Regions from separate parts of the Mus musculus genome. Here all the other regions are linked to region 2. The links are chromatin contacts, called in public ChIA-PET and Hi-C maps. All regions are on one chromosome and are shown on one strand. Each heading gives the region's core, a stretch centred on a gene start, on an enhancer-like site or on the middle of the called end of the contact. The rest is flanking DNA. Distances are from core to core; before and after follow the strand shown.

What was found. A called contact is a pair of places that touch in the nucleus more often than the background predicts. ChIA-PET counts read pairs in DNA pulled down with a chosen protein or histone mark.
Region 1: a Hi-C map of liver shows a contact between it and region 2, with 2.9 times the contacts expected there. The contact joins two enhancer-like sites. A contact is called at or near these places in 3 of 39 promoter capture datasets (embryonic stem cells and neutrophils), 22 of 484 Hi-C or Micro-C datasets (the Ba/F3 cell line, the C2C12 cell line, LSK cells and 11 more), 14 of 115 datasets of contacts at active chromatin or transcription factors (the HPC-7 cell line, embryonic basal ganglia, embryonic forebrain and 9 more) and 4 of 9 other capture datasets (adipose tissue, bone marrow-derived macrophages, liver and 1 more).
Region 3: an ESRRG ChIA-PET map of liver shows a contact between it and region 2, with 7 times the contacts expected there. The contact joins two enhancer-like sites. A contact is called at or near these places in 1 of 39 promoter capture datasets (embryonic stem cells), 19 of 484 Hi-C or Micro-C datasets (CD8 T cells, the N1E-115 cell line, bone marrow-derived macrophages and 8 more), 10 of 115 datasets of contacts at active chromatin or transcription factors (the HPC-7 cell line, embryonic stem cells, extraembryonic endoderm stem cells and 4 more) and 3 of 9 other capture datasets (adipose tissue, liver and pancreatic islet).

The regions. Positions count from the first base shown.
Region 1 is chr6:54,177,185-54,181,346 of GRCm38.p6, forward strand. The region is part of intron 2 of Chn2 (chimerin 2); the gene reads left to right. It also overlaps the pseudogene Gm15526. Among named protein-coding and RNA genes, the nearest start is that of 9530036M11Rik, 27 kb to the left of the region's middle. Within about 2 kb of position 2,102, at least 28 of the 459 cell types and tissues checked have an H3K27ac peak or open chromatin away from gene starts, as enhancers often do. A contact at or near this core is called in liver, where this site is marked.
Region 2 is chr6:54,049,554-54,053,574 of GRCm38.p6, forward strand. The region is part of intron 1 of Chn2 (chimerin 2); the gene reads left to right. Among named protein-coding and RNA genes, the nearest start is that of Chn2, 12 kb to the left of the region's middle. Within about 2 kb of position 1,783, at least 3 of the 459 cell types and tissues checked have an H3K27ac peak or open chromatin away from gene starts, as enhancers often do. A contact at or near this core is called in hepatocytes and liver, where this site is marked.
Region 3 is chr6:54,128,973-54,133,475 of GRCm38.p6, forward strand. The region is part of intron 1 of Chn2 (chimerin 2); the gene reads left to right. Among named protein-coding and RNA genes, the nearest start is that of 9530036M11Rik, 21 kb to the right of the region's middle. Within about 2 kb of position 2,064, at least 17 of the 459 cell types and tissues checked have an H3K27ac peak or open chromatin away from gene starts, as enhancers often do. A contact at or near this core is called in hepatocytes and liver, where this site is marked.

The sequences.
Region 1 (4,162 bases), core at 852-3,351, 130 kb after region 2:
CAGGAGCCTTTTCTATGGGGCCTTCACAGGGGCCTGGGCACCTTTGGGAGCCTGAGCACCTTTGGGAGCCTAGGCTGGAGCTGAAGCCTGGGCCTTAGCTGGAGCTTTGGCCTCTGCCTTGGTTTGGACCTTGGGCTTCGGTTGGCAGAGCCTCTGACCCTTGGCCATGTAGCTTCGAATCTGCTTCCCAAGCTTAGGGTGAGCGGTGAAAGCCAGCCGCTTGAGTTTGGGGCCTTTTGGCATCTTGGGCTTGATGGCCTGAGGCTTCACCAGGGCCTTGATGGCCTCTGCGCATGCGCGCACTCACTGCCTTTGCATTGTTGGCCTGCATCTCCTTCAGGCCTTTCTTGTTGTGCTTCTTGGCAAAACGCATGTTTCTCAGGAACTTGGGGTCAACCCCCTTAAGAGATTCGTATCTTTGCGACCGGGGTTTCTTGATGCCATTTCTGTGCCATTTGCGGGACTGGTTGTGTGTGGTGTGGTTCTTGGACTTGGCCATGTCTGCACGGTAACCCGCGGCTCCCGCAGCCGAAATGCAGTTTTTAACATACTAACTTGCTGACCTGTACAGAAATTCCCTCAGTTTTTCTGTAACCACAATAAAACCCTGAAGCCCTCTATACTAAAGTGTCTGCTGCGTGACAGTGAGAGGTTGAGAGACCTTGCTGGAGAGCTCATAAGAAGGACCTTACGTGTTTTACAGCACAGTTGACTCCTCGGTGGGTTTTGGGTACCTGCAACTTGGGCGTAACATAGTGTTCTTGATTGCAAGTTAATAGAATATTCCAGTCAGTGGTCACATAGACCAGAGGCTCTGGATTCGGGCATGTTTGGACATGACCCTTTCCACTCCCCTGGCCTTTTAAATTACTATTATTGTTGTTGTTGTTATTATTATTATTATTATTATTATTATTATTTGGATGATACTTTTCTTCAACTGGACTTTAACAAGTTCTTCCCATGTCATTTCTAGACAGACCCAATACCCCCAAGGGTATTGGCACTGCTTTCAGAAACATCAGGCAAAGAGACCACCCATTTATTAGTGCTTCGAGAAAACCATCAGAATGACATTTCAGCCCTCCTTGACTTCATTTTCCCATTCCTGACTTCATCTCTGTGGTCAAGGGGTTGGTAACTGCTAACTTTCCCTGACTGATCAGCATCAACTTTGGAATCAATCCTGCCTAAAACATGATCAGAAAATGTAGAGAAACACGGGAAGGGGGAAGAAGCTCACGGGTGCTAGGGAGGTAGCCATGAACAGCAGGCGTGCACATTGGGCAGTAAGGATCTTTAGAAATCTTCTTTTCCAGTGGTGTATGGATGGCGTCCCTGCATTCAGTCATTCATGCACCTAGTGCATATTAAGGGCCTGTCTGAAGCCAGAGAGTGCACTAGGAGCTGTTGGGCCATAAGGATACATAAGACCAAGACTTGACTGGAGAAAGCCCAATGTCACATGATGGCCCCAAATTTCTGCTCTCTCTCCATTTCCCTGTGGGATTAGAAGCTCTTGTTATCCTCTTAGAAACAAACACTATCACTTCCTTAGCTATGTCCTTGGGAGGCTCTTATCCCTAAACACCATACATCTGGAGCTCAACTACTAAAACCAACCCCCACCCCCACCCCACCCCACCCCACCCCATCCCACCCCCACCCCCGCAAAACCACAGGCAAAGTCACTGAGGAAGTGTTGGAGTTAATGGCCTAAAAGAATTGCCACTTTTGAATTCACTTAAAAACAACAAGGAAGCCACATTTGAATATTAAGTCAGAAGTGTGTGAAATGTGAGCCTGGAGCTGACAGGTTCAAAAGCCAACCGTTATGGGACTAGTCTGATTTTCTTTAGTAAGAGACCAAAAGCAACCATGCAGTTGATGCTGGAATGACAGCTCTCCCAGGAGCCCTCCTCCAGTGGGAGGTCAGGTACTCAGAGCTTGTGCTGATTATTCTAAACAGGAGCTTGGGACCTCACACCCTTGATCTGTAGAACTGCCAAAGTCAAATCACCTGACGGGAATAGGATAGTAGTTATTCTTTGATCCTATCCCAATCTGTGAGTCATAAAAGTAGCCTGTGTGCAATTTGTCAAACCCCATAGATCCTGCTTATGTACACAGATACCTGGCTCCCTGCTTTGGGGCCCCACACACCTTGTCTTTGGGTTACCATGGTGCCATTGGCCAAGCAGTGAATTTTAAGATAATATTTTATTAGCAAGGCAAAGCCTTCACATGGTAGCTAGAGGTGAGGTTGGAACCAGGAAGTCATCTATAGTACCAGTAACCTGCTGCTCATAGCTGGGGGACATGGCAGTAGCCAGGCTGATACTGCTTATTCATTATGTACTGGCCAGAGGCAGTACTTTTAGAAGGGAGTGGACTGCAGAGCCCAATCTAGAGGGCTAGGATCCACCCATCTCAGTCCTAAGTCCTGTTTTTGAGTGGCTTCAGCACTCTGCTTGCATGACCTTTCCCATATTGCCCACAGGAACATGTTGACTTATCCCTATGTTGACAAGGTGAGTCAACTTTTGTTATGCAAGAATAAAATATTAGCTTTCTCAATCCTTAGACTCCAAGGGGAGCAAGGTGTCCCTTCTCTACCTCCACAAACCTCAGGGACCTCCACCACTGCCAAACAGGTTGACCCAGTGGGAGAACTCTCTCCTGTGCTGGAAAAGGCCCCTGGCTAGGGAGGGCCTCCAGTATGCATGGGACATTGCTGTAGAAGCAGATGCTACCGTGTCACTCCTCTGCTTGTGGAACCACCTTAAGAGTGGCATTCATTCGTGCATTTTGCTTGTGAAGTATGTTTGTTGAGTTAAATCAGGAAGTGAGACTTTCAGACGTTGTGACATATTTTATACCTCAAATGCGCCTTGGAGAATTATTCCCGTGGGTGTTTGATTAGCTAACCCTTTAAATGGTGTACAGGACCCTACTGAAAGCTAAGGTAGGAAGCTTCCTGGCTTTTGATTGGCTCTCATGTCAGCATCCGGAGAGATAGACACATGACCCAAGTGGTCCACTGGCTTCCCTTCCATTTTGGCAAACTCTGCTGCTCAGAGAGCATAGAGCAAGCCTCAGGAGTCTGAAGACCTTTTGGCTGAGAAAAGGCCACTAGCTAATGATGTCTGTCATGTCACTTCCAGGAGTGGAAGTGGCTGCCTGGCTTATTGTGCTTCAGAAGCCTTTCCCACTTCCTCTTCCAAACCATCCCTTAAGCTTCTGTTCCCAGTGTGTGGCTGGTGAGCCTGCATTTCTCTATGCCCAAGTGACAACTGCCCCAGAGGGTGAGTTTACGGGATCTGGGCTGCTGACATCAAGCACACTGTCCAGAAGTGCACCATGCCTGCATCCTTCTGTTCCATCAACAGCATCTCAGCTCCTTCTCATCCAGAATCCGCTTTGCCTCATTCCCTCATCTTACACACTCTCACAATCTCTGCTGTGTGTGAATAAACCACTGTCTTCCCTTCTCCCTGCTTCCCAGTGTCCCCTGCCTGGTCTCCCCTTTGGTGAGGTCAAGACAGTACCTCTGCCCTGGATGCGCTCAAGGATCTTCTGGAAATGTCTAGGAAAACAGATTTTGAAGACTCCTTCCAGATTCATGGAGTGGATTGTGCCCAGGATAGAGACTAGGAATCTATATTTTGTGACAGCTTCCAGTAAATTCTAATGGGATCAGACCCACGTGGGACTTTTCTAGCAACTGTGCTAGAAAGCCATTGACTTTGGGCCTGGACATCCAGATTTGAAACTTGATTTGGTCCTATTGTTGGTGTGACTTTCAGTGTCTTCAAAATGAGCTCTAACTTTGTTAGCACAAGTGAGTAAACCCTTGAGGGAAGAGTCAATGAGAACATGCTAGAATGTCTGATTTACAGCAAGCTCCAAGCAATGCCAGTGCCCTTGTTTGCTTTCTGTTGCTGTGATAAACACCATGACCAGAAGCAACTTGAGGAGGAAAGGATTTCTTTAGCTTAGAGTCATACTCTATCACTGAGGAAGTTGGGGTTGGGAACTCAAGGCAGGAATCTAGAGGCAGAACTAAAGCAGAGGCCATAGAGGAATGCTGCTTACTAGCTTGCTCTCCATGGCTCCCTGACCTGCTTTCTTTTACACCCCAAGACCACCTGCCCAAGGGTAG
Region 2 (4,021 bases), core at 533-3,032:
TCCCTAATCAAGCTTGCTTTACGGGCCTATCTTTTTTATTTTTTAAAAAGTGACAACACTTTCTTTCATACAATATATTTAGATCATTGCCCCTCCCACATTCTAGCTCCTCCCAGCCACCCTACCCACTCTACTTTATATTTGCACAAAACAAAATAAACAAAAACCCAAGAAACAGAAACAACCAAACAAACTCACAAAATCAAAAATCAAAACAAATACCAATTAAGTTGAAATGTGCCAAAGCAAAGCAAAACGAAACAAAAGAGTTCACAAAACCGTCATGGAGTTCATTTTGTGTTGGCCAGCCACTCCAAGCGCTGGACCTGCCCTGCAGTGTGGTTGATGCTCTCAGTGACACTCCATTGGAGAAAACGGTTTTCCCTTTGCCAGTTGCAGATAGCTTCTTGGTTGGGAGTGGGATCCAGTGTCCACGTCCTATGATCAGTGCCGGGACCTAGGACTTGTGCATGCTGCTACAGTCTCTGTGAGCTCATATGTGAGTTGATCCTGTTGTGTCTTGAAGGCTTCTATGGGCCAATCTTACAGAGGCATTTTCTCAACTGAGAATTCCTCTTAACAAATGAGGAACAAATTCTCAATTAACAAATGACTCTAGCTTGTGTCACGTTAACATAAAACTGACCAACACGTGTCTAAAAACAGTATAACAGAAACAAATGAAAATTATATTATCCTTTAAAAATACTAAATATATGTTGAAATAATAGATAATAAAATGTACTTTAAAATTAAATTCACTTGATTTTAAACTATTAGCATGACTCCTAGTGCATTTAATATTGCAGACGTGGCTCGCAATATCTCTGCAGCAGACAGAACTGGTCTGGGTGGCTCCTGTGAGCAAGCCTGCTCTAGCCTTTGCCACAGAGAGTGCCAAGAACAGCCTGCTGATGCACACCCAGTGTCTCCCACTGCGTGCTCTCCAGAGGTGACCGTCTGCCATTAAGACAACTGAGCCCATATTCTGAGGTCCTGATTTGAGCCACAGGCTTAAAGGTATCATTAGTTATTCTTGAGTCTGTACATAGGTTTTGGATTGAAGTGCCATGCAGAGAGAAGGTTGGGGCACTCATTAGATGCTTGTATTGAAGGGTTTGGCTTTTCCTATTGTTGTGTTTTAGAGTCACTGAATTCCAGATTTTACACATCTAGGTGTTGATTTTGGGTAACCCTTTCAAAGAAAGTCTGCAGAGTTCTGAAGTTGTAAGAGAGATTGAAAAGTCAAGGGGCCTCTCTTTCTCTCTGCCTGTGTGCAAAACACTCCTCTGATAGTCTCTGAACTGAAGCATCCTGCTGTCAATCTGTATATGTGAACACACACACACACACACACACACACACACACACACAATCTGTGTGTCTGTTCATGTCTACACAGAGAGTGGAAGTAGATCAGCTTTCAAACAAAAGTTATTTCTAACCAAATTTATATTGAATATAAGTTAATACCAAAGGAAATGAAAAGGCAAGCCTAGCATTACTTTTAGTAATGAAAAAATTCACTTGGGATTATGCTAATGATATGTAGATATTAATACACATAATACCACTGCCTAATATTGATTTAAGTTGCTCATTCAAATTCTCTTTATTATAGAAAAATTAGCCATTTTGCTTTACAGTGCTTGCCCCCACAGATAGCATTGGAAACATTAAAGGGGGTTTCTTATTTGCAGGTTTGCGTATGCAGAGGGCAGTGTAGTGGCTCCCACAAGCATGTGCCCTTCGACTTGTGAGCTCCTGGTTGGCGCCCTCCTTGGCTTATATCCATTGCCCTTTCTGCCTCCTCCCTCGTGATCAATGGTTAGAGTTGAAGCTACTCAGCAACCGAGGAAGCTCATTTCCTACGACTGGCATTACTATGCCCTAGGGCTGAACTTTGGCCACACGAGGGGCCTGTGCTGGTTTGTCACAGCCAAACTAAGCTAACATGCCTTGTTTCCCCTCAAATGTAAATTCTTCCTGGGGGGGGGGGGGAATCAACAGACAGGGACTTTGTAAAGTCTGCTGAATAATTAACATCAGATTATGGCTGGGAACAACCCTAGCAAGTGCTAGCTAGACAAGCACCCATGTAAGGCCTGATGAAGTGTGAGTGCCACTTGCCTTAAGGAACCTGCTGATGACTAGTCTGTATTTAGCTTTGCATTGCACTGTACTGGCAGAGTGTTTTGTAAAAATGCACACAGCAGCCTTTCTGGGAGGAGATGCCCTGTAGCATCTCCCTTTCATGAACAGTGGAGTGTAAATCTGTCACTCAGAGGCTCCTGGAGATGTGTCTGACTCCATCTGGAGTTTAAGCTACATGTCTTCACAGTAATGAATCCCATCCGTTTGTTACCCACGCAGCCGATGGCTCTTCTTTCCCAAGCTTTACAGTAAACCCTCTGAACCTTGTTTCTAACAGCCAGTTCTTGGAGTTTGTGAACAAATGCGGTGCATTTGAACCTCACACTGTTGATAAGATTTTATTAGTAGCAGTGGGCTCTGTTAACCTGGACTGCCCTTGCTTCCATTGTCTTGTCTGTAAAATGGGCTGCTAAGACTGGGAGAACCGAATCTGTGAGTGTCGTTGAAAGAGACTTGAAAATTCATGGGAAAAAAATTCAAGATCTTCTCGTGCTAGAGAGAGGCTTTGTAGGTTCTCTTCCAGGACAAAGGGGACCATCAGCTCAGGATCTGCTTGCTGTCTGTGCACACCTTTTCTTAACGCACGGACCAGCTCTTCTTCAACAGGCTGTCAGGTGTTTGGCACGTAACAGAACCAAGTCAGCCAGTGTGCGCCCAGCATTGCCAATGCCATTTTAAATTAGCTTAGATGGCTCTAAGGGAGTTCTAAGGGTTGCCACTATTTATCCTTTCCTACCTAGAAGACTGATCCCCCCCCCCTTTTATAAATTAACTTCTATATAATGTGCAGTGCAGATTTTTCTCAATTAAAGATGAGTTGCATCCAAATAAGCACATGGCAAATGTAAAATACTGTAAATTATGAAAGCATGAAGTCTTGGTTAGGATTTCTATTGCTGTGAAGAGACACCACAGCCAAGGCCGTTCCTATAAAGGAAAACATTTAGTGGGGGCTGACTTATAGCTCAGAGGTTCAGTCCATTGTCACCATGGCAGGAAGCTTGTCAACCTGCAGGCAGACCTGGTGCTGGAGAAGGGGCCCAGGAGCCCAGAGTTCTACAGCTGGTTCAGCAGGCAGCAGGAAAAGGAATGACACTGGGCCTTTGTTGAGCTTTTGAAACTTCAAAGTCCACCCCTAGTGACACACTTCCTCCAACAAGGCCACACCTCCTAATAATAGTGCCAGTCCTAAGAGCCTATAAGGTCCATTGTCATTACCACACATGGGATGCAGCTAACCTACCGAAGAACCAGAGTTTAGCAGCACAGCACACAGTAGCTCTGGTTCCTGCAGGGCTCCATCCTGTGGTCACATGGCTGAGATGATGTCCTGACTCCATCCTGTGGTCACATGGCTGCTGCTGCTGCTGCCTGCCTCCATGGCTGATGAGGGGTTGTTGCTTGGTGCCCAACATTGATGGAGACTATCTTCCTCACAGAGAAAATATCAAAGTCTGAAGTATTGTCTACTAAACTTACATCACTTTCATAGCCTCATAAAGTCAAGCAATTGTCCCTAGAGAACTGTTTACACGCGAAAGAATTTTCCAGTAGACCTGCATGTTGTAAAGTGTATAATACAATGGCCAGGAAGTCACCACACAACTTAGAAGCACTATCTCTCCTCAAGTCTTCCCAGGATTCTCCCTCCTTTCTCTGTCTTCTTCTGGCCCCTCCTGATAAAGTTCACAGCTCTGAATTTTTGTATTTGTTTTTTGAGCGCTAAAACTGAAGTTTTGAGTAGTGTCTGCCTTACGGGAACTCAGTAACTAGATGTGAGAAGCATGAATATTTATATGTCAGACAGTCTGTCACAGGGGTGCCCACGTGCCAGCTTTCTAAGGGACTAGCTCTCCTTTTGCATTGG
Region 3 (4,503 bases), core at 814-3,313, 80 kb after region 2:
GGATACCACAGAAAAGGTCCCAGGTCTGGCCTTTGTGGCATGTCCTAAACCCTAGATGATCCAAATCAGTCTCTCTCTCTCTCTCTCTATCTCTCTCTCTCTCTCTCTCTCTCTCTCACACACACACACACACACACACACACACACACACACACACACACACACACACACAGGAATATTGTTCAATCCCCAGGTTCCTGTCTCACTATCTGTCCAGGTATCAAGGGCCTCTCTCAATACCTTGAGCTGTCTGTGCTTTGCTATCATGTCATAGAAATTGTCACTTGTCTCCCAGCCCCAAGACATCCATTTAAGTGTTTATTTCCCTAAGTCATTGTCATGTTCACCCATGGTCACCACAGCCAGACAGGACAAAGCCGGGCTCTCTCTGCATGATTGCCTTGATGTACCTGATGGAGGCAAGCCAGCCAACTTAAGGCTGATTCCCATCTCCATGCCTCTTTTTGGCCCTCTGGGACCTTTCCACCGCCGTGTCCTGGTTTTGCAGATCCCCCAGCCTGTAGGACTGATCAGGGCCTTTGTCGACTTAACAGCCATCTTCTAACTCTTTTGACACTAGGGTTTTGAGACAGAGTGAGCCAAAACCTTATTCCCAGCCACTGTGCTGTGGCACTTGTGTTCTGTAAACTGATGACTGCAGGAGTCCTAGCTAATGGAGCAGGCCAGGATCTCTGGGTTCAGAGACAGAATACAAAAGCAATTCCTAAAATGCTGTGGAGTCGGTGCCTCAGAATAGTTCCCTAACTCTACTGTGTGAAGTCCATGGTTTGGTTCAAATTCAGGAAGAGAATAGAAGAGCTAAATTGGAGAGGGAACAGAGCCAGTCTCATTTGCATATGACTAATTTTGATCCTTCAGCATCTCCAGGAGATGATATGAGACAGGAGAGCTTAGAATCCGAAGATGACTGAGGGAACCCTTTAAGCCACACAGAGGGAGGTCTAGCTGGGTGTAGGGTCAGCTTGCCACATAGCAACATGGACAGTGTAAAGTGTGATGGGGTGACGAGAACACACTTGACTCCCTAACTTGGAAGTTAGTGTTTCCCATTTTTCAATATGGCCCAGTGTTCTTCTCCACACCTCATTAAGTAGAACTGTTTTGAGCTGAGGATTGTAACTCAGTAGCAGAGTACTTGTATAACACACACACACACACACACACACACACACACACACACACACACACACACACACGTAAAATAAAATGGAACTACTTTAGCTTTAATTTGGAGTGCATACCCAAAGCTTTCCCTGTGGATTTTAACGCGATGGATGAGACGATAAAGCAGGGTTGCAGACACACAGGCATGCACACAGCCTGGTCTGTGGCTCAACATCATCCATAGGATTTTGGAGACCCATGCATGCTATGCTCCAAATCTCACCCTCCCTAGAAAGGGAAGCATGGAACATGTCTGCTTTTTACCTTAACTAAAAGGGGATGAGCTGGATTCCTTGGAGGGTTTAAGTAAGTGTTCTCTGCAGTTGGGGGACATGGAGAACTGAGACATGGCTTACTGTAGAAATCCCAAGAAACAAGCTGCTCCCAGAGTGCGGATCCTGGGAGAGACTAGGTAGATAAGTGCACTAGGATAGAGGAAATGACTGTTTCCAGAGGAGCCCAGATGACGGGAGATTGCAGGGATGACTCGCTAAGTCACCCTGGATTCTGTCAGGAGCTGCTTGGCAGCACAGAACCACCAAGAAAACCTCTGCACTACAGCAGCTAAAGAAGATAGCTTGTAGCCAGCAGCCAGCCATGCTGACCTACCACAGGCAGAAGGGTCTGGTGACTTCCGGGCTTTGGCTTCTCTGGAAGCCCTTCTCCCTACCCAGAAGCTCTGTTCTAGCACCACACTCATCCCAGAGACCCAGAAGAGCCTGAGACTGGATTGCAGGACCAGGAGTCACTGTGGAAGAGCGTAGGAGGAGAGAGAACTCTCCCGACCCTAACAGGTGGAGCTCAGAACTGAGAGAAGTTAGCTTCAAGCCAGTTAAGTCATAGCGGAGTGCAGTTACTGCCCAGCTTCTGACTCTGAAAGTCCTGAGAGGGCTGGAGCATAGCTCACTGCTGTGTCACATGGTTAGCACATGAAAGGCCTTGGCTTCTACCTCTAGAACAAAATAAGCAAACAAATATCTATGAGACATGGGTTTTGCCCTTAATGTCTTTCAGGTAAAAATTAACCTGAAACAAATTGAAAGACATAGTAAAAGATAAAAAAAAAAACAAAAACAAAAACCAAAACAAAGTTTCTTTCAGTCAATGATTTTTGCTCCTTCAAAAATCATTTTGCAGACATTAAAAGATTCTGAAAGCCTTGGAATACTCATATCCAGCAAATATTTGTGAGATTCTCTATGCAGGCAACACTTATCAGGTGTAAGGGATAAAGAATGTCCCTCTCCTGGCTATCTACCAGCTCTATCCCTCAACCCCAGAGTAATTTAGCACCTTGGATTCCTTAAACCTACTGTAGCAACGGTAAACTTCACTTTTACAGCGTTGTCACCTGTCCCGATTGCTCACAAAGCCCATGATTTGAGAGAACAATATTACGTTTATTAACCTTGCCACCATGATGAGGTAGAAAGGTGAGTCCATGGCTGGGTGGGTTTGAGACGTTAGGTGACCAAGGCCACTGCAGAATTCAGTATTTGGTTTGCATGGCACCAAATAAAATTGGATCAAGCTGATGGTGGAAACCACATTCTCTGTTGGGAAAGAATTGCCAGGCTCCAAGTTTAGTCTGCTGAATAAGAAAGCACGGAGACCTTGTATCTCAGTCTCTCCTCCCTTTCCTCTTCTCCCCCCCCCCCCCCCCCCCGCTTTGCTTTCTTCTCTTCTCTTCTTCTTCCTCCCCATTCTCCTTTCCTCTCTTTTTTTCCCCAATCCAAAGACCTTTTAACACATAGTTACTTGAACCATTTTTTAAATTGGTTTTCTGTATTTCATATCTATTAATGCTTACCGCTAGGTGGACAAGATAGAGAATTAGTGTCAGACAGACACTACAAATGTTATTGTGCTGCAGTCATCTTTCTGTCCCTTCAGCACTTGTGAGGGCACTACTGTGTGAGTCTTCATAGATTTAGCCAATATTTAGTCAACTTAGTCAACATGGTGTCACCCAATAAACCATTAGTCCCTAGACTGGTCTGTGTCTTAAGAGGTAGGCATTAAAACTTAGTATTGCTTTATTGGTCTTTTTTGGGGGGGGGTGCTTCAAGCTTAAGACCCATGGCCAGGAAAAGTGTCTTCTGGGTAGATAATAATTACTAGCTCTTAAAAATGAAAGTACTGACATCACATGGAGGGGTATTAATTAAATGACTTGTTTGATGAATGACAAAGGCACTCTATAATGTAAAAACACAGGAGAGATACTGATACAAAGGCGAACTCTCAGTGCTGACTGGACAAGAGATAAATGGGAGTCTCTGAGAGGAGTGGGAAAGGACAGGGAGACTCACATCTCTAAAAGATGTGTGAGGGCGATGCGGAGTGAGCTGTTACACTGGTGGCCCTGACAGAGACATCCTCTAATAGCCAGCCTCCAGGGGACAGGTGCCCTTGCTGTTTGGTTTAATTTCCTGTCTCTTCCCTTCCCTTCCCCTCCTCTTTCATTTCCTTTGCATTTTTCCCTTTTGTTATTTTATTCTGTATTATTTTTGGGTCCTCAGGATTCATTCATTTATTGGTTTTTCTGAAACAGTCTGTCTGTGTAGCCCAAACTGGCCTCAAACTTGGCAATCTTCCTGCCTTAATCTCTTGAGGGCTGTGATAGCAAGCATGAACCACTAAGCTCAGCCCCCAGTGTTTTGTTGTTAATTATGTTAGTGTGTATTAGACCACTGAATCCAGTACAGTAGGTGGGTGTGAGTCCCTGTCACAGTAGCTCTGTTAGTCCTTTAGAGATGGCGCTGGGTTGCACTTGGTCAGCTTAGATGGAAGTGATCTGGGTGACAGGCTGCATGCTGAAGAGTTGCTCACTTCCTGTCATCTTGTCATGAGCACTCCCCTACAGAAATGACAGTGCTGTAACAATCAAATCCTCTCTCATTTGTGATTGGTGATGTCCAAGCCTCCTTAGTCTTAAGGACATTATTCTCTTGTAATAACATTTTCAAAGGGGCAGTCACAAACACCTGCTTGGGAAGTAGAAGGAGGGGGAAAAGCCAGACCTGTCTATGTGCCAAATGTTCTGTTCCAGAACTCTAGGCCTCAGAGGGTTAAAATGGTTGGTCTTATGTGTCCCTTTAGGACCCAGTGCAGCGTGAGTATGGTGAAAATGCGTGTTAGGTACAAGGATCAGCCATGTCCTGCGTGGCCACTTCAGTGCCCTCTCTCTATCCCCTGCTCCTTCTCAGAGTTCTCAGCAGGGTCAAATGCATTCACCTGGTGAGATACCAAATGTGTGGGTTGTCTAGGCCAGGCTCAGAAGTGCCCACATTCCATGTGTCCACACGTAGATGCAGA